Linked DNA regions of Zea mays: region 1 is linked to region 2. A link is a contact called in public Hi-C data. All regions are on one chromosome and are shown on one strand. The core of a region is the stretch at or near the end of the contact, and the rest is flanking DNA. Distances in the headings are between cores, read along the strand shown.

Region 1 (4,245 bases), core at 1,651-4,150, 560 kb before region 2:
GGCTGCCAAGTGAAGTCCTCTGGCGTGCGGAGTGCCGACGGGGACATCCCTCGTCGTCCGCGCTGCCGTGTTCGTGTTCCACGCCCCTTGACTCGTCGACCCCTGTCACATCACATCAGAATCAGATCCCCCCCCCCCCCCCTCCGATGGCTGCTGCAGCCTCCGTCCCGAAATAAAACACGCTTTTAATGTTTTGAGAAAGAAATCGTTAACAGGATATCTTTATTTCAGAATAAATTTGAAATTGTAGAAATGTATTTGTAGCAGGGAAGAGGAGAGAGAGTACAATACAAGCAAGGCAATGCTCGTCGCTACCTCACCGCCTCTGCCTGCGTCCCAAATCCTCTGCACGTCGTCTCGTCTACACAGCTCCCACTCCCACTGCCGTAAGCGTGCGTGGCTGTACCTGCAAAGACGACGAGCTGTCCGATCACCGGTAGTAGGATTAGATTTCGCCTCTCTCTCTCTCTCTCTTCTCTCCCTTTACATGGCAGCAGGAAGCCTAGCACGTCCCGTATCATACTGTAATGTACTGTACATTCGTGCAGAGTGTCAAAAGAATGACGGAAGCAGGCATGGTACGTGCATGTCTACAACAACACCAGCAGTCGACAGCTTACGCCGTTCGCTTGCTAATCGCCAGCACTCATTACTGCCCCCCTGGCTCGTTTTAATCGCCAGCACCCTGGCTCAAAACGAAACCGAAAGGTGGTACGCTGCTGAGATGACAACAGAGAAAATGGACGGCCGTCTTGATTAGGCAGCTGCTGCAGCTCGGTCCAATCAGATCCAACAACGCGCCATTTTACGTTCCGATGGTGCGGTGCCGTCGGTGCAATCAACCAACGTCTTTCATCACGATTTCTCTGCTGATCTATGCCTCTTTCCTAGCAACTTCAATAGCGAAGCGGCAAGTATGCATGTAGCAGCAAAAAGAAAAGCGAAACTCTTCTTTCTTTTTTCCAAAATTGCATAAACATCTGGTTACACATACTGACATACATACAAGATGAACGGAATAAAAATAAATAACGGTCAAAAAGGTAGATTAATATGGTTGGGCGTCCGCCCCTTGCAGCCAAATCGTCAACGTGGGCCAGCATGCACCAACAACCGCGACGGACGGACGTCCGGACCGGCGGTGCGCGCTCGCTCCTGCTTCCAATTCCCGCCCACGCATGCAGGAGCTATCAATCACAGCACCGCACGCACGCAACTGCTCTCTGCTCGCCTCGCCATCAACGACGGACAGACAGCTCTGCTCGACCCGTATCACCCACGATGATGCTCATCAGACTGTAACGCTACCGCGCCCTCTCCCCTGCGTAGGGGGCCTCTACGTGGGCTGACGCTAGAGAGCCCCCTACGGGCTGCAGCCGTAGGGGTGGGCGCGCGAGTCCCCCAATCAAGGGGTCACTATTCATCCTCTACAACACTGTTCTGTGTGGCCACAAGCAATTGTTAGTAGATAAAAAATTGGTAATACATATAAAAAATGATATTTTATAGTTGTAGTAGGGTATAGGGGGAGTATTTAGGGGGAACCGCTGCAGGAGATAAAAATATAGGGAGTGAAATGTTGATGATGTGACCCAAAAAAGTGATATAGAGGGAAAATTTAGGGGTAACTCTTGCGGATAGCCTCAGAAAGCACAAAGCAACAGCGTTGATTGCGACTCGTGTCGTACGAGTATAGTACGTAGGCTCTGGTTGTTGTACACTCGTACTCTGCTCTGGCTGCATACCTAGCTAGCTTTATCCGCAAAAGCAAAATAAATAAATAAAAGACATAAAGCAAGCAGTGCGTGTGATGGCAGCAGCTGCAGCGAAACAGAAGCGTCGGTCCAGCTTTGCCCTGCTCAGGAAAGCAGCGCCGCGCCAGGGAAGAAGAGATAACAGAAAGGAACAAGAAGCAGTGAAGCACCGATAAACAACGCCTCCACCCACCTTTTCTTCTCCAAAAAAAAAACAAAAACAAAACAATAGCCTCATGTACATCATATCCTACAGAGAAGAAACGTGCCTCTTCTCCTCCAAGTATACATGCTAGTGCTGCTGCGTGCTACAACTAACCAACCACTACGAGAGCCTAGCTACGACCGACAAGGAAGCAAGGATTCAATTTAATCCACGTACGATGATGCATGCGACGCGAACTACGTATCTATCTTCGAGATCTTACTCTACAATATATCTTTTCTCGACCAGCCTCTCTCTCTCTCTCTCCAAACATTTGGTACGACGACGACGGTCGACGGCGCGCCGGTATACGTACGTCATCGTCAGGGATGGCTCTGGTCCTGCGCTCCGATGGAGTTGTGCTGCCGCGAGGGGCCGGACGGCGGCACGGGGCCCCTGGGGAAGAACCCCAGGAAACGGTTGGCGCTGCCTGGCTCCAGCAGCGGCCTGCCCCGGAACGGCTGCATGCCTCGCGCTCGCGCCGTCGCCTGGCAGCAGCTCGGCACCACCAGCATCAGGATCAAAAAGGCTAGCACCAGCCGCCACGGCGGCTTCTTGGCTAGTAATAATGGCCGCCGCCGCCCCCGCCGCCGCGGCGTCGCCCGGCTGCCGCTGCTGGCTTCTCCTGCTTCGAAACAGCCGGCGGCGGCCATGTACAGATCGCTAACCCGGCCCTGAGGCGGCGAGGGACTAGCTAGCTAGCTAGCCTAGCTGTGGCGGGCGTGTGGCGGTGGGCAAATGGCGAGGAGGAGGGCGGAAGGGAGGTGCTGATATATGGGTACGTAACGTTAGGCAGGGTGGGGGGCATGGAATGGAAGTCCTGAGGATGATGAGACAATTGGCAAGGCTTAAGATGTGTGTCGTTGCTGGATTTTAATTTTATACCGCCGGTTGGGTTTTAGCATGGTATGCTATGGACGAGGGGAGGTGCATGTCCCAGCCAAGGCGAGGGAGAAAAGTAGGCGAGGAGGATGTCGACCTAGCTATCCAGCAGTTTTCCCAACACGTACCAGCAAAATGTACCCCCGTTGAAAAACGATCCCTGTCTGTCCGGTCGTTCCTTCCTTGCAACAAGTACCTAGCTAGCTGTTTTTTTTTACATCTTTTTTTTTTTGCAGAACTTGTGAAACGATAAAAAAAATCTTTATGATAATTAAAACTACTGACCGTGTTTGCAACCTTTTTTTTCCTGTAATTAATTAATTGGCCTAGCTAAACGGTTGCTTACTACTACGAATCAACCGCTGGTTTTAATATGTCTAGCTGTTATTACACATTTTACTTTACAACTTGGAGCATGTACTGCTTCATCTGAAGACCGTGGCTGATGAATAATTGAATGCTTTGTTTCCTTGAGAAAACGAGCCCATCCGAATGTTGCCAAAACATCAGCATTGTTGAGTATCACACGTTTACATCGTTTCCTTCTCTGAGGCTGAGAGGAGAATAATAACCATATACATTTCTAAAGTTTTAAACCTTGTATTACCCAAAAACTACTGTAGACTGGAAATGGATAGGAGACAGGACCCCCACCCCCCCACCACCACAACACACACACACAAAGTGTCATCAGCCTGTTAGAAGAAAAGCTCAAGAACATATCGCCCTTATTTTGTGGGGGGGTGGAATGCTATGTGTTGCCGTGTCGTGCGCCCCAATTATTGCAGCAGCCGTGGGACAACAAGTGACGATGGAGAAAACGGACACGATCATGATCCGGTCTCTAGGGAGAGAAAAAAAAACAAGAATAATTCTCATCCAATGTATCTGGCAGTATTTAGTAATAGTGGACCGGATTCTGGGCTTCGCTGTGTCAGCTGCCCATTGCAGGCCGAGCAGCTGCAAGCTGCCGAACTGGTTGGTCATGCTTGGCGTGGCGAGCCCAGCCCACCAGTAGTTTGCAAAGTCTGCGCCGTCGTCTCGTCTTTGTCACGGCCGAGCAAAAGTTTCAGGCTGCCGACAGGGAACGTGTGCTCTTCATTTCAGACACCGGTTGTCGTTACTCCACTGGCTCTGCCTGGCATGTTATTACGGTCGCCCGTGCATCAGAGAGGCGCATGCGTGGAAGGAGAAGCAGGATATACATTGAGATCCTCAACCCAAGAGTGCACTACCCCATCACGCTATCCACTCCTTTTTTTTCTAGTCAAAGTGGGTGTTGAGTTATTAAATCAGTCATAATAATACGTGCGGAGTGCAAATGAAACTCGTGATCAGGTCAGATCAGATTCAAATGTGCAGTGCACTCCGTCCCGCTGATCGTGATGTAATAGTATATACAGT
Region 2 (4,671 bases), core at 611-3,110:
GATTACTCTTATTCCTAAGGAATGGAAAGAACATTGCAAATAAGGTAAATATGAATAATAGGTTTGATTGGATCGATTGTGGGGGGTCTCAATCGACTGTACCCCTTTATCTATATAAAGGGGGAGGTCTGAACCTGTTACAAGTCAGTTCTCAAGTTAACCCCACAGGTTTTGCTAACAAATCCTGCAAGAAATCTAGAACCCTAACTGATTCTGCGCACGCACGCACAGTCCGCGCCGCTATGGCGGACCGTCCGGCCTCAGGGTCGGACCGTCCGCACGATCAATTTTGGTGCTCAACAGGTGGTTCTCACGGTCCATCTATAGGGTAATGGCCCACTAATAGAGGTTTGGGTGGTTTTCACGGTCTATCTATCAGGATAATCGCCCACTGGTAAGGGGGAATAGACTTATGCAGAACGATCGTTGAAACTGGTGAATTATTATAGTAGAGAAGAGAACTGAAGTAACTAATGCCAGAGGTTATCACGATAGCATATGATCATTACTCCATTAGTCCACTTGGTTCATATTAATTCTTTAGAGCCTAATCGCATAGGAGACATTGAATTGATTCCTAAAAACAAATTCTACAAAATTCCCAAGGCAATCCACCAAATCAAAGCAGGGCAGCAACATTGGTCAATTAATTAGAATAATCTGCGAGATGGCTGTGCAAAATTACCAGGCTGGACTTGAATTTCTCGACGAGCTCGCCGGTACTGCGCAATCCCTCAAAAATCTCCTTGGTCTGGCTCCGGCGCTCGAACTCTTTGATGCCGTCCCGTATCATCCTGAGCACCTCCCATTCTTTCCCCTCTTCCGCCTCCCCGTTCCACACCACGCGCCTCCAGCGCTCCCCGCCATCCACTTCAGAGACGATGGCGTTGCGGATGGCGGTGATCCCAGAGAGGTCAACACGTGCGCGCGCGGGTTTCCCCGCCCCGCGCGGCGCCCACCCCTCGAGCACCCTGCGGCCGAGCTCCCGCTCCTGCGACACGTACCGGCGCCGCAGTTCGGAGATCTTGGGCTGGATCCGTGTGCGCACGAACTCGAGCTCGGCTATGGGCGCCCCCGCGGCGAGCGGCGGCGGCGGCGCGGAGGTCAGCGCAGTGGAGGCGGACGCGAGGATGTGCTCGAGCTCGCGGTCCGCGAGCGTGCGGAGGGAATCAGCCCTCGCACGCATGAGGCGCAGGTCGGCGGTGGCGGAATCCCGCACCTCGCGCCACCCCTTTGAGAGAAACGAGAAGGCGCTGTCGTCACCCCGCCCAGCTCCGAAGCCGCCGCCGCCACCGATGGAGACCGACGGACGCGGCGACGCCCTCGCCTCCATGGCCAATTCCGGAATGGCCGCGGCTAGGGTTTTGGCGTTTTGCCGTTTGGGAGTCGCGAGAACCGAGAGAAGCAGCTAGAGTGCTAGACAACACGCGAGGTGTTGGGAAAGAGAGGGGAGAGGACGACGACGCCACGGAGCTCCGACGCCACGCGTTGATTCGGGCCGGACCGCCGGAGGAAGGAAGCCGCGTTCCGACTTGGAGGTATCCCATCCGTCAATCCGTGGCTGGCTCTTGCTGTGGGGTCGGCATGGCAGTGAGAGTGATTGGAGAATTGGATCCGCAGGGCAGATGTGGAATCCAGCTTTGTGGTGGGGTGGAACGGTGCTACGGTGACGTGGGCATACGTGCGGTCGGGAAGTGAGCGGGGACCGTCCGGGGGTTGGCAACGCAAGGCCGTTGCCCATGAGCCAGGAGCCCAGGACTGCAACGCAAGGCCCATTTCGTTCCGCCGCCAGCTTCAAGGCCGCAAGGCCCATTTGCGTTGATCAACCGCGTCCTCGACGATTGCGTTCACCCGAATCACGCCTCCCTTTCCTTTCTCCTCCCTCACTACTCACACCCCTCACTTTTGGCGGCGCCGACTGGGCACCCGCGTCGACCTTCGCCAGGTCTTCGTCGGCCCTTTGGCTGGAAACAAGCATCCACCAGGTATGCCAGCAACTCCTCTTCCTGCTGTGCGAAATCGAGCACACCAAACCCTTCCCAAACCCTAATGCAGGCTATTTTACATTCGGATCTGACCCAAAGCTGCTGTTTTTCCATATGAAAGGAACAACGCAAGGGATGCTCGATTGGCTCTAGTTACTTAGCAGAACCAAAAGAGGAAGGCCATCAAAGATACGAGGGCTTTTTCTCGCCATGTCTCGGTCGCCACACCTCCCACCCCGCTGCCCACCCCTGGGTCCTCAGATCACTCGAAGGGATGACAGCATGTTCACGCAGAGCTGCAGGTTTCCATCTGGGGATACGTTCTTTAGTGAGCCACCGTGCTGGCTCGATGATCTCCTTGCAGATTCCGGGAAAGCTCCCAAGCTTCCTCCTCTCAGAAGGGCCTGTAGCGATTCTGATGCCATCTTGGATGCTCTGTCAACATTTGAAAGCCCAATTTGTCGAATTGAGGAAGGCAATCAAATCTCTGGTGGTGAAGCTGATGACTTGTTGGATGCTGGCGAAGGTGGTGAAAGCGGTTCTGTGGTCGAGGCTAGCTGTGTTTATGGTCCGAATTCACCAAGACAGAAGAGTAGGCTGACAACTTCAGAGAGTTCCATGGTAAATGCTGTGCTTGAGAATGTACCCAGCAACCCCTTGCAGTACTTGAGCATCGATGCCTCCAGCGGTATGAATGGTAATGTGGCCAATGGAACTGCTGATACCTGTGATGCTTTTGGCCACCCTGATCAAGACAAGTCATTTAAAAGGTACACTTACATTTGTGAGTGAAATATCTAAAATACTTCCTTCGAATATTCTCTGGTAAAGTAGCGGTACATTGCTGCTTTTACTAAACTGGAGTTTTTTAGTGAAAATGCTAGAAAGATATAAATTATCAAGTGCAGATGTGAACTTTGGCTCTCGCCAACAGAAATGGAACACGACACTCTACTGCTTTGCAGAAATTAAATTAACTGATGGCGCTTCTAATTGAGTAACACTAACGACAACAGCTACTATGCAATCAGGTCTTAGGTGCAAGTGTGTAATGAACCTCTTGGTCCGTTAGATCATTATCCCACCGTAGATATAACTATGGTTTGTTAGAGGTCTTTTATAAATCTACGCGAGCTGATGGTGGATGGGTTTAAGTGTTAAATGTGATATGTGGTTAGGTCACGATCTAACATTCTAACGGACCATGAGTCTCACATGCACGCTTGCATTTAAAATATAACTGTACAATAGTCGTTGCCTGACACTAACTTATGTCACCATCAGTAGCAATGCCAGATAGAATTTATTGTCATATGATCTTGGCAGCATAAGTAGTCCAAACCATGTGGGTATGTGGTGTGTTGAAAAGTTAGTTCGTAAACCCTGATTGGTTGAATATTGTGAAAGCAACAATTTCCTTGAGTTTTATAATACTACTCCCCCAGATTGTCCAACAGTCAAAGTCTATGTTATGTGTCAATTAGAATTCTTATTTTTTCCAAGATGCATACATTACATAGGCTCTGTACAATTAAAAGGGAGCCTAAACATCATTATACCGGAAAGATATTTACTAGTCCCTTAATTCCAAACTATAAGCCGTTGTAGCTTCTCTAGGTACATATAGATTTTGTTATGCATCTAGATATATACTTTTGTCTATATACATAGCTTTTACTATGTATCTCAAAAAGCGAGAACGGCATAATTTGGGATGGAGGGATTTTTTCCCTCAAACTACAGGAGAGTTGTGTGCCATTTCTTTAAGGAAAAGGAATACAAGAATGATGCGAGAACAGCCCCACCCAAACCCACGCCACACAAACCACGCTAACTACAAAGGCACGCACCATTGAAAATAGGACACAACCAACCCAACTATAAACTAAGGTTATGTGGCCTTGGACTCAGGGGTAGGTCCTAGAGGTTAGAGGTCCCTGCCATGCACCAAGAACTGCATTCAAGAGCACTCTTTTATATAAGGCTTTGAATATTTGGAGAAAGACCCTTAGACACCCAAGCATTCCTAAATTTTCATAGTGTAGAGAAACGTGTACGCAACACACTAGCATAGCTATCACGTTCAAGGTTCAACCAGGACAACATGCGAGCAAATGATCATGGATCATTACCACTAGATATGCAACATAAAAGAAGAAGAGTGTGTCGATGTAGTGGAAGTAGTCGTACGTCTTCGCAATGTTTTCAAGTCGGACGACTTGGTGGTCGTTCTGGCTAACCGACTTGGGCGATTAATCACGATTAGTCGGACGACTTGGCGATTAATCGCTATTTTCCCGAACCGACTTGGATGACTAATCGCGATTAATCGGATGACTTGAAAACATTGTGTCTTCGTTTGATGAATGTTGAACTTTTCTAGTTGAAACACTACAAGGCAAGAGAAAACATGGCATGTCCTTTGAGATTCAATATTGATGCCTACTCAGCAATTCAACACTTCTGCAGGCGTTCAGGCCAAAGATCTAGGGTCCGGAAACTTCAATACATTGCTGAACTTGAAAGAACTGTTGACTCACTTCAGGTAATTATGTTGATATTTTATTTTACTGCCATGGCCCATGGGTTTCATAGTACTTATTTTATGGGATGGGAATGACGTCATTTTATTCTTTTCAGAACATTGGTGCTGATTTGGCTGTCAGAGTGTCATCACTTTTCCAGC

The links. A called contact is a pair of places that touch in the nucleus more often than the background predicts.
Region 1: a contact with region 2 is called in a Hi-C map of bundle sheath, with 8 times the contacts expected there. The contact joins the promoter of LOC103627259 here to the promoter of LOC100272272 in region 2. A contact is called at or near these places in 3 of 25 Hi-C or Micro-C datasets (bundle sheath, ear and leaf).

What each region holds. Positions count from the first base shown.
Region 1 is chr5:173,967,060-173,971,304 of Zm-B73-REFERENCE-NAM-5.0, reverse strand. It overlaps LOC103627259 (protein IDA-LIKE 2), which reads right to left and starts at 2,900. Exons shown (of 1, transcript XM_008647545.4): 1 at 1,917-2,900. The coding sequence starts at 2,612. The coding sequence ends at 2,283.
Region 2 is chr5:173,404,199-173,408,869 of Zm-B73-REFERENCE-NAM-5.0, reverse strand. LOC100272272 reads left to right here and starts at 1,860. Exons shown (of 5, transcript NM_001146760.1): 1 at 1,860-1,985; 2 at 2,107-2,755; 3 at 4,455-4,530; 4 at 4,626-4,671. The coding sequence starts at 2,196. LOC100286172 (digalactosyldiacylglycerol synthase 1) reads right to left here and starts at 1,427. Exons shown (of 7, transcript NM_001159060.1): 1 at 686-1,427. The coding sequence starts at 1,333.